Linked DNA regions of Pan troglodytes: region 1 is linked to region 2. Evidence: chromatin contacts called from public Hi-C data. All regions are on one chromosome and are shown on one strand. The core of a region is the stretch at or near the end of the contact, and the rest is flanking DNA. Distances in the headings are between cores, read along the strand shown.

Evidence for each region. Hi-C and Micro-C count contacts between places; a contact is called where the count stands out from the background.
Region 1: a contact with region 2 is called in a Hi-C map of a lymphoblastoid cell line, with 8 times the contacts expected there. The contact joins the promoter of CCDC175 here to the promoter of GPR135 in region 2. A contact is called at or near these places in 1 of 7 Hi-C or Micro-C datasets (a lymphoblastoid cell line) and 1 of 1 datasets of contacts at active chromatin or transcription factors (stem cell-derived excitatory neurons).

Annotation. Positions count from the first base shown.
Region 1 is chr15:57,568,977-57,573,206 of NHGRI_mPanTro3-v2.0_pri, reverse strand. It overlaps CCDC175 (coiled-coil domain containing 175), which reads left to right and starts at 2,297. Exons shown (of 18, transcript XM_054666613.2): 1 at 2,297-2,547. The coding sequence starts at 2,391.
Region 2 is chr15:57,456,938-57,460,831 of NHGRI_mPanTro3-v2.0_pri, reverse strand. GPR135 (G protein-coupled receptor 135) reads left to right here and starts at 1,265. Exons shown (of 1, transcript XM_016926921.4): 1 at 1,265-3,102. The coding sequence starts at 1,386. The coding sequence ends at 2,879.

The sequences.
Region 1 (4,230 bases), core at 1,048-3,547, 110 kb before region 2:
TTAATCTTAATATTATGAGGAAATGAGAGTATTATTTTTCTTTGAATGCTAATGAGGGTAAATGTTCTTTCAATATGTTTCTCGGAATTTTTTTTCTTTTATTAAGTGATGATTCATGTTGTTTGCCTAGATTTCTATTTCAGAATTTATAAAGTTTCCTTTGAAAAATTGTGGTTGAATTTTGTACAGGGCATCCCATATAAAAGGAACCATGAGACAAGTTAGAAGCTGATCGTCTCTCACAAAATATTTAATTTATAAAAATTAAATATTAATTGAATACTGTACATTTCTTTTTCAACTTGCTTTTCCCACTTTATACATATGTATGTGTATGTACATGTAACTTTCTCACAAAGTTCAGGGAAAAAGAAAGTATTAGAGACATGAAGGGAAATAGAGAAATGTAAGAAAATCTGTAACAAATCCAGTAAGTGGGGAGGACACAAAATGCCCCCTTAAGATTAGCCTTTATTCATAGATAATGGAGAGCAATGTGATCCAAATGATGCGATATGTAGGAAGAGTCTTCTGGTGACAGCTTAAGGGTTGCCTTGAAGTAGTCCAGTCTAGATATTTCCGGAAGAGAGAAGTATATCACAAGGAATTTGTTACAAGGGGTATAGAAGCCAAAGGGTAAGAAGATAAAGAAGACCCCAGACATCAGAGCTGCCATAACACCTGTACTGTATGCACAAGTTCACATTTAGTGCTGAGCAGCTGGAGACTGCTGGAGTCACTTGGCTCCTACTCCTGCCACTTCTAGAGCCACCAAAACTGCTGGGACCTACAGTCAACTGTAGCCTGAAACTACCACTTCTGGAGGCAGAAATGCATGATTTCTCGGCCTTCTAATCTCCCACAAGTGTTTCCCATTAGTGGAACTTACCAAGAAAACAGGTGGCAAGGACATCCAGGAAATTTCATATCCAGTCTTCTTACTCCTGCCGCACAGAGGAGGGTCCAGAAGGGCAGGAACAGATTTGAATACCAATAGACCAAATCCAGCAAAAAAGGAGGATGTTGTCCAGGATGGTTTCCAACACCAAAATATGGCACTTCCTGGATGAAGGAGGCCTGGATTCTAGAACTAGTTCTGCTACTGGTATGCTGTGACCCCTCCAAGGCAGTGTTGCACAGTGGCTTAGGACGTAGCTCAGTGCCCTCACTTGCAAAGCAGGCAATAATACCTAGCTCAAAAGATTATTTGTGAGGGTTAAATGGGGTACTGCAAAGTATTTAAAACGGTGCCTGGAACACAATAAGCATTTAACAATTGATAGCTATTGTCATTGTTACTATCATTCTAATTTCAATTTTGCCATCTGTAGAGAAAAGAAGAGGAGGGTTGAATCACCTTTGCTTCTCTCTAACCCACCAGAGGAAAAGGAACTGACAGACTCAACCTAAGCCTCATGCTAAGCTGAATTTTGGAGATGCAGAGAAAAATGAATAATATCCTCCTGTCCCTGTCATCACAGAGCTCACAGTTCGATGGGAAGACAGAGAAAAATCACTATGATTCAAGGCAAAATGTGCTCAGTGATGTACTAGATACAAGGAAAGTTCTAAAATAGTACAAAAGAAGGTTTTGTAGCATAGTAGAGTCATACAGACTTCAATTTATTATTTTATTTTATTATTTTGAGATGGAGTTTAGCTCTTGTCGCCCAGGCTGGAGTGCAATGGCGAGATCTCGGTTCACTATAACCTTTTCCTCCCGGGTTCAAGCGATTGTCCTGCCTCAGCCTCCTGAGTAGCTGGGACTACAGGCACGCGCCACCACGCCCGGCTAATTTTTGTATTTTTAGTAGAGATGGGGTTTCACCATGTTGATTAGGCTGGTTTTGAATTCATGACCACAGGTGATCCTCCCGCCTTGGCCTCCCAAAGTGCTGGGACTACAGGCGTGAGCCACCTCGCCCGGCCCAGACGTCACTTTAAATCCAATATTATCCTCTTGTGGTCCTGAGCCGTTCACTTAGTCGCCCGCGCCTCAGTTTACGTGTCTGTAAAAGTGGAGGTACTAAAAGAGCCTGCTCACAAAGTCCTTGTGAAGATTAAGTGAGCTACTGTATATAAAGGTTCTCCTGCAGTACCCGGCACAAAGATGCGCTCAAAAGTGATCATTATTATGATTCCAGTGGTCCACAAAAAAAGACACAGGCCTGAACTAACGCAATGGAAATTGAAAGGGGGAAAAGTTAGCTAAAGAGAGAGTCATTCTTCCCAGACTGCTTAATTATCGTGGATAAAATTAGAGAACCAGGAGGGTACCTACTACAGGTGCGGGCCACGAGGGGGCGCCCCAGGACCTCGGTGTCCTCGTTGCCCGTGGCAACCGGCAATCCTTGGCTCTGGCTTAGGAGGCGCTCAAGTAGAGCGGCAAAATGGCCCTGAGCCCCTGGACCCCAGGGCTGGGCGCTGGCGAGAAGCTGGTGCAGGCGGCTGCCGTCTCCACCGGCCCCTCCCTGGAGTTATGCACCTCACCCTCCACCCTGGGCTCCTCGGTCGCGGTCGAGGCGCTGGAGCAGCTGTTTGTTGTGGGTAAGACGCCCCTCGGGCGCTGGAAGGGACGTCTCCTCAGAGGTGGCGCTTAGGAGGCACTCAGCGGGAACCCTGAGCGGGGACTCTCCTCCCGGAACCAGGGCATCACTGGGCAGGGCAGAGCCTTCTCCCCGCTCCTTGGAGGCTGGGGAGAGAGAGGTGGCGGGTGGGACCAAGTGCCCAGCTCTCCTGCTCTAGCGCAGCTGAGGTGACTTCGCTCAACCCTCAGTAGTAGTTAAATTACTGAGGTGACAAATCCGGGACTCCCAAGCCACTGCCCTATGCCTGCGACCTGATTACACACCTGCATTTAGATTATGCCTTCGATTTCAGTTCTCTTCCTGCCGTTCCTTTACAAGTTAACTTCCTCCGACATTTTGCCGTGGCAAACTGGAGAATTTAACAAGCAAATAGGAAAGGGAGTGTTTAAGAGGCTCCTGTTGTGTTGAGCAAGAAAAATTAGATGTAAAGGGTTGTTTAGGAGATTCTAATAGAAAACGACCTTGGATAGGGCCAGGTTAAAGTATTTTTCAGTTAGAAAGCTGAACCTGTAATCAAGTCACTTAAGCTTAAGGTAAGACAATCCAAGAAAGGGTGTTTCTTGTTCGGTGCAAAAACCGTTTAGGCCAAACAACAAAACATTTCAGTGCTTCACTAGAATCATCCCATTTCTTCAAGATAATCGTATTGATTTATGTTACAATGTTACTATTAATTTGGGATAGTTTTTATTTTCCTTCTTAAATGCGCTAGGTTAATTTCACAATTCTTAGCAAATATGCTTGGGTAAATGTTATCATGAAGAATGTTGGCCGGGCGCGGTGGCTCATGTCTGTAATCCCAGCACTTTGGGAGGCCGAGGCGGGTGGATACCTGAGGTCAGGAGTTTGAGACCAGCCTGGCCAACATGGTGAAACCCCGTCTCTACTAAAAATACAAAAATTAGCCGGGCGTGGTGACGCACGTCTGTAATCCCAGCTACTCGGGAGGCTGAGGCAGGAGAATCCGTTGAACTCAGGAGGCAGAGGTTGTGGTGAGCCGAGATGGTGCCACTGCACTCCAGCCTGCGCGACAGAGCGAGACTCTGTCTCAAAAAAAAAAAAAAAAAAAAGGAATGTTACCCACTGAGGAGACCTAAAGTTATTAAGACCTAAATTATTCACATGTATCTGAGGTCATTGTCAATGACAGACCTAGAACCTTGAACTCTTTTCATACTTGATCTCTAGATCGGCATGCCAATGCAACCCTAGTACTTATGTACAAATACATTTTTCTGTTAATGTCTAGACACTCAGAACATATTTCATAGGAAAAAAAATCATTACACCCTCTTGCCCTGAGTTATAAAATATTAATATGTAAATCTCCAGCACATTTGTCCTCAAGGAGCATAAAATATATACCTAAATTATAACATTATGGAATAGGAAATAAGTACAAAAGAGATTAGTGTAATGTACAATAAAAATTCAGAGACTGAAGATGTAACTTCCAGCCGAGTAAGCATTTGAGCTAGATCATAAAAGGTTAAGTAGGATTTGGATAGATAAATAAGAGATCTTTATTTTCTAATTTTTTTTCAGAACAATCACTGCAAAGTGACTATTTTAAATGTAATGAAGAAGCTAAGATCTTTCTTAAGGACATTGCTGTAGCTGTTAAGAAATTGGTATTGTATTA
Region 2 (3,894 bases), core at 16-2,515:
GAGTAGTGTTTCTCAAATTTGTGCATCAGAATCACTGGGAGGGCTTGTTAAAACATAGGTGCCTGGGCCCCACCACAGGAGTTTCAGTAGATCAGGGGTATCCTATGCACTGTAGGCGTGATAATTTGTATTTCTCAAGGTTTCCAGGGGATGTTGATGCTGCTGGTCCAATGTCCATACTCTGTGAACCACTGCTTTAGCGAAGAGCCCAGGGTTAGTTAACCTGAGGGTTTATCACACTTTTCCCCATTAGAGGCCATGCCCAGAAACTTGAGATGCAACTTCCCTGGGTAGCCCTGCCTTTCTTTTCCCCGTATCTCCCAGCCAGGTACCTGGAGCTGCATCTGTGATGATTGCCAGGCTGGCAGCACCTTAGACTCAAAACATACCCCATTCCTGAGAACAGATGAAGGCTGCTAGCAGGGCAAGGCACCAATCCCTCTCCCCCCATTTATCAGCCAGTAGGGGCCTGAGGTCCAGGCCCTTGGAAATGAAGTAACATCTAAAGGAACTATCCTAGCTCCTCAGAGCACCTGTATCAGAATCACCTACGGGGTTTAGAGTCATGGGCCCATCCTTAGTAATTCTGTCAGCCTGGGAATTTGCATTTTATGAAACTCTTGACATCAGTGGTTCTCTAAGTGTGGTCCTGGGACCAGCATCATCATCACCACCCGCGAACCCGTTAGAGATACAAATTCTTGGGTACTTCCCCAGACATATTCGAAACGCTGGGGTTCAGACCTGTCACTTGTATTTTAACACGCCCTCTATGTGAATTCTGTTAGCTCAAGTTTGAGAATTACTGGTTTAAATTAGTCTGCTTCTCAAGTTTAAGATGTCTGGATGTAGACTTCCGGATTTTTCTTTCACTTCACTTTCTAAATTCCTTTCCTACCTGTATATACCAAAAGCACCCACAGGAAGCAAAGTGCCCCCCCACCACTCCCCAAAAGGCCTGCCTGTAGAACATTTGTACCCTACAAAAGAGAGCAAGAGTGAACTTTCGTTGAATCTGGTCATTTGTTTGCATGCCAGTCGGCACTTTATCTGGCCGGACAGTGGTCCCTCAGGAGGTCGACCTGGCACTCTCGGAAACCGGAAGACCCGGGCCGGTAACCTCCGGAGTGGCGGTGTCGCGGGTCGGCTTTGCAGCGGGTACTGGGCTGCCGTCCCGCCCCGCAGTCCTGCGTAAACACGCGGTTCCCTCGGCAACGCTGGAACCCACGTCAAAGGCTCCGCCAGGTCCCCAGCGACCGCCACCCCTCCGGCCGAGCCCAGCTCCCCGCGGCGGCCGCTAGCCCCCGGCTCCGAGCCACCACTCAGACCTAGCGGCCGCCGCCCCCGGTGCGGGATGAGGAGATCCGCGGCCGCCACTGGGCCACATGGAGGAGCCGCCGCCGCCCCGCCCACCAGCGAGCATGGCCTTACTGGGCAGCCAGCACTCCGGCGCCCCCTCCGCGGCCGGCCCACCTGGCGGGACTTCCTCCGCGGCCACGGCGGCCGTGCTCTCCTTCAGCACCGTGGCGACCGCGGCGGCCGCGGCGCTGGGGAACCTGAGCGACGCAAGCGGAGGCGGCACAGCTGCCGCTCCCGGTGGCGGCGGCCTTGGCGGGTCCGGGGCAGCGCGGGAGGCGGGGGCGGCGGTGAGGCGGCCGCTAGGCCCGGAGGCGGCGCCGCTGCTGTCGCACGGAGCTGCAGCGGCGGCCCAGGCGCTCGTCCTCCTGCTCATCTTCCTGCTGTCTAGCCTTGGCAACTGCGCGGTGATGGGGGTGATTGTGAAGCACCGGCAGCTCCGCACCGTCACCAACGCCTTCATCCTGTCGCTGTCCCTATCGGATCTGCTCACGGCGCTGCTCTGCCTGCCCGCCGCCTTCCTGGACCTCTTCACGCCGCCCGGGGGTTCGGCGCCTGCCGCCGCCGCGGGGCCCTGGCGCGGCTTCTGCGCCGCCAGCCGCTTCTTCAGCTCGTGCTTCGGCATCGTGTCCACGCTCAGCGTGGCGCTCATCTCGTTGGACCGCTACTGCGCCATCGTGCGGCCGCCGCGGGAGAAGATCGGCCGCCGCCGCGCGCTGCAGCTGCTGGCGGGCGCCTGGCTGACGGCCCTGGGCTTCTCCTTGCCCTGGGAGCTGCTCGGGGCGCCCCGGGAACTCGCGGCGGCGCAGAGCTTCCACGGCTGCCTCTACCGGACCTCCCCGGACCCCGCGCAGCTGGGCGCGGCCTTCAGCGTGGGGCTGGTGGTGGCCTGCTACCTGCTGCCCTTCCTGCTCATGTGCTTCTGCCACTACCACATCTGCAAGACGGTGCGCCTGTCGGACGTGCGCGTGCGGCCGGTGAACACCTACGCGCGCGTGCTGCGCTTCTTCAGCGAGGTGCGCACGGCCACCACCGTCCTCATCATGATCGTCTTCGTCATCTGCTGCTGGGGGCCCTACTGCTTCCTGGTGCTGCTGGCCGCCGCCCGGCAGGCCCAGACCGTGCAGGCCCCCTCGCTCCTCAACGTGGTGGCCGTCTGGCTGACCTGGGCCAATGGGGCCATCAACCCTGTCATCTACGCCATCCGCAATCCCAACATTTCGATGCTCCTAGGGCGCAACCGCGAGGAGGGCTACCGGACTAGGAATGTGGACGCTTTCCTGCCCAGCCAGGGCCCGGGTCTGCAAGCCAGAAGCCGCAGTCGCCTTCGAAACCGCTATGCCAACCGGCTGGGGGCCTGCAGCAGGATGTCCTCTTCCAACCCGGCCAGCGGAGTGGCAGGGGACGTGGCCATGTGGGCCCGCAAAAATCCAGTGGTACTTTTCTGCCGAGAGGGACCACCAGAGCCGGTGACGGCAGCGACCAAACAGCCTAAATCCGAAGCTGGGGATACCAGCCTCTAAGACGGTTGGAATGGCCAGCTTATGAAGGCAAATTTCCACTCGCATTATTTAATGATGGAAGATTCTGGGGGAGAGTTGTGGATTTCATAAAGCCAAACATTTAAAGCTAGAGACGGGGGAGACTTACCACTTTCCCCAAACAACATAAAAGACAATGTCCCTTCTTCAAAAGTGCCAAAAGGAATGTAAAATGCAAAAATTAAAACAATCTTAAACCACATAACCAAGCATTGTGAACTGTAAGTGCCAAAAATGACAAAAATAACATTCACTATAACTGAAAAGCTCATATTATAGGACCACACTGTGAAACAAACAAAACATTGAATGCAACTAGTATTGTTCAACTACACAGAATTTCAGGAATGAATGGAGACCTTCAGAGCTGCTTGAAAGCCCCTCTAAATCGCTACCATCCCACAAAACTTTAGCTTCTAGAGCTTGCACCTCTGACATGCTTTGGGTGCTTAGACTGCAAGTGGGAAAGTCTTATGCTTACACACATTGGTGCACCTCCTCACCCCACCCCCTAATAACCTTTGTGGAAAATTTTAAATTCATAACCCATTTAAAATCCTTTTAGGATTTTGAAAAGGTGGTTATTATTAGATAAAATTCAACCATCTGAAGGACAAATAGAAGTATGAACATAAAGAAATGTGTCTTTTAAATATTTTCCAAGATTATATGTAAAAATTAACATTCCTTCCACCCGTGTCATACCTCCAAAATGATCTTCCTTGGAAAACTTTGAAGTTTTATCCTTACTCTAACCTGTTACTTTTATTTCTGATAAATTTTGGAATGCTGCTCTCAGAATGCTTTCACATTGAAAAAAATATTTTCATTGTAGAAAATTTTTGTCTTTTGAGGTAAATTTGATTTTTGGATATAGCCAAAAATGTAATTTGAAGTCAAGTTGATTGAATAAGGTGAGTGATGCCACTTTATTTAAATTTTTATTATTTTTTAAAATGAGACCTCTATAAAACAACAAGGTTGGGTTTCCTATGTG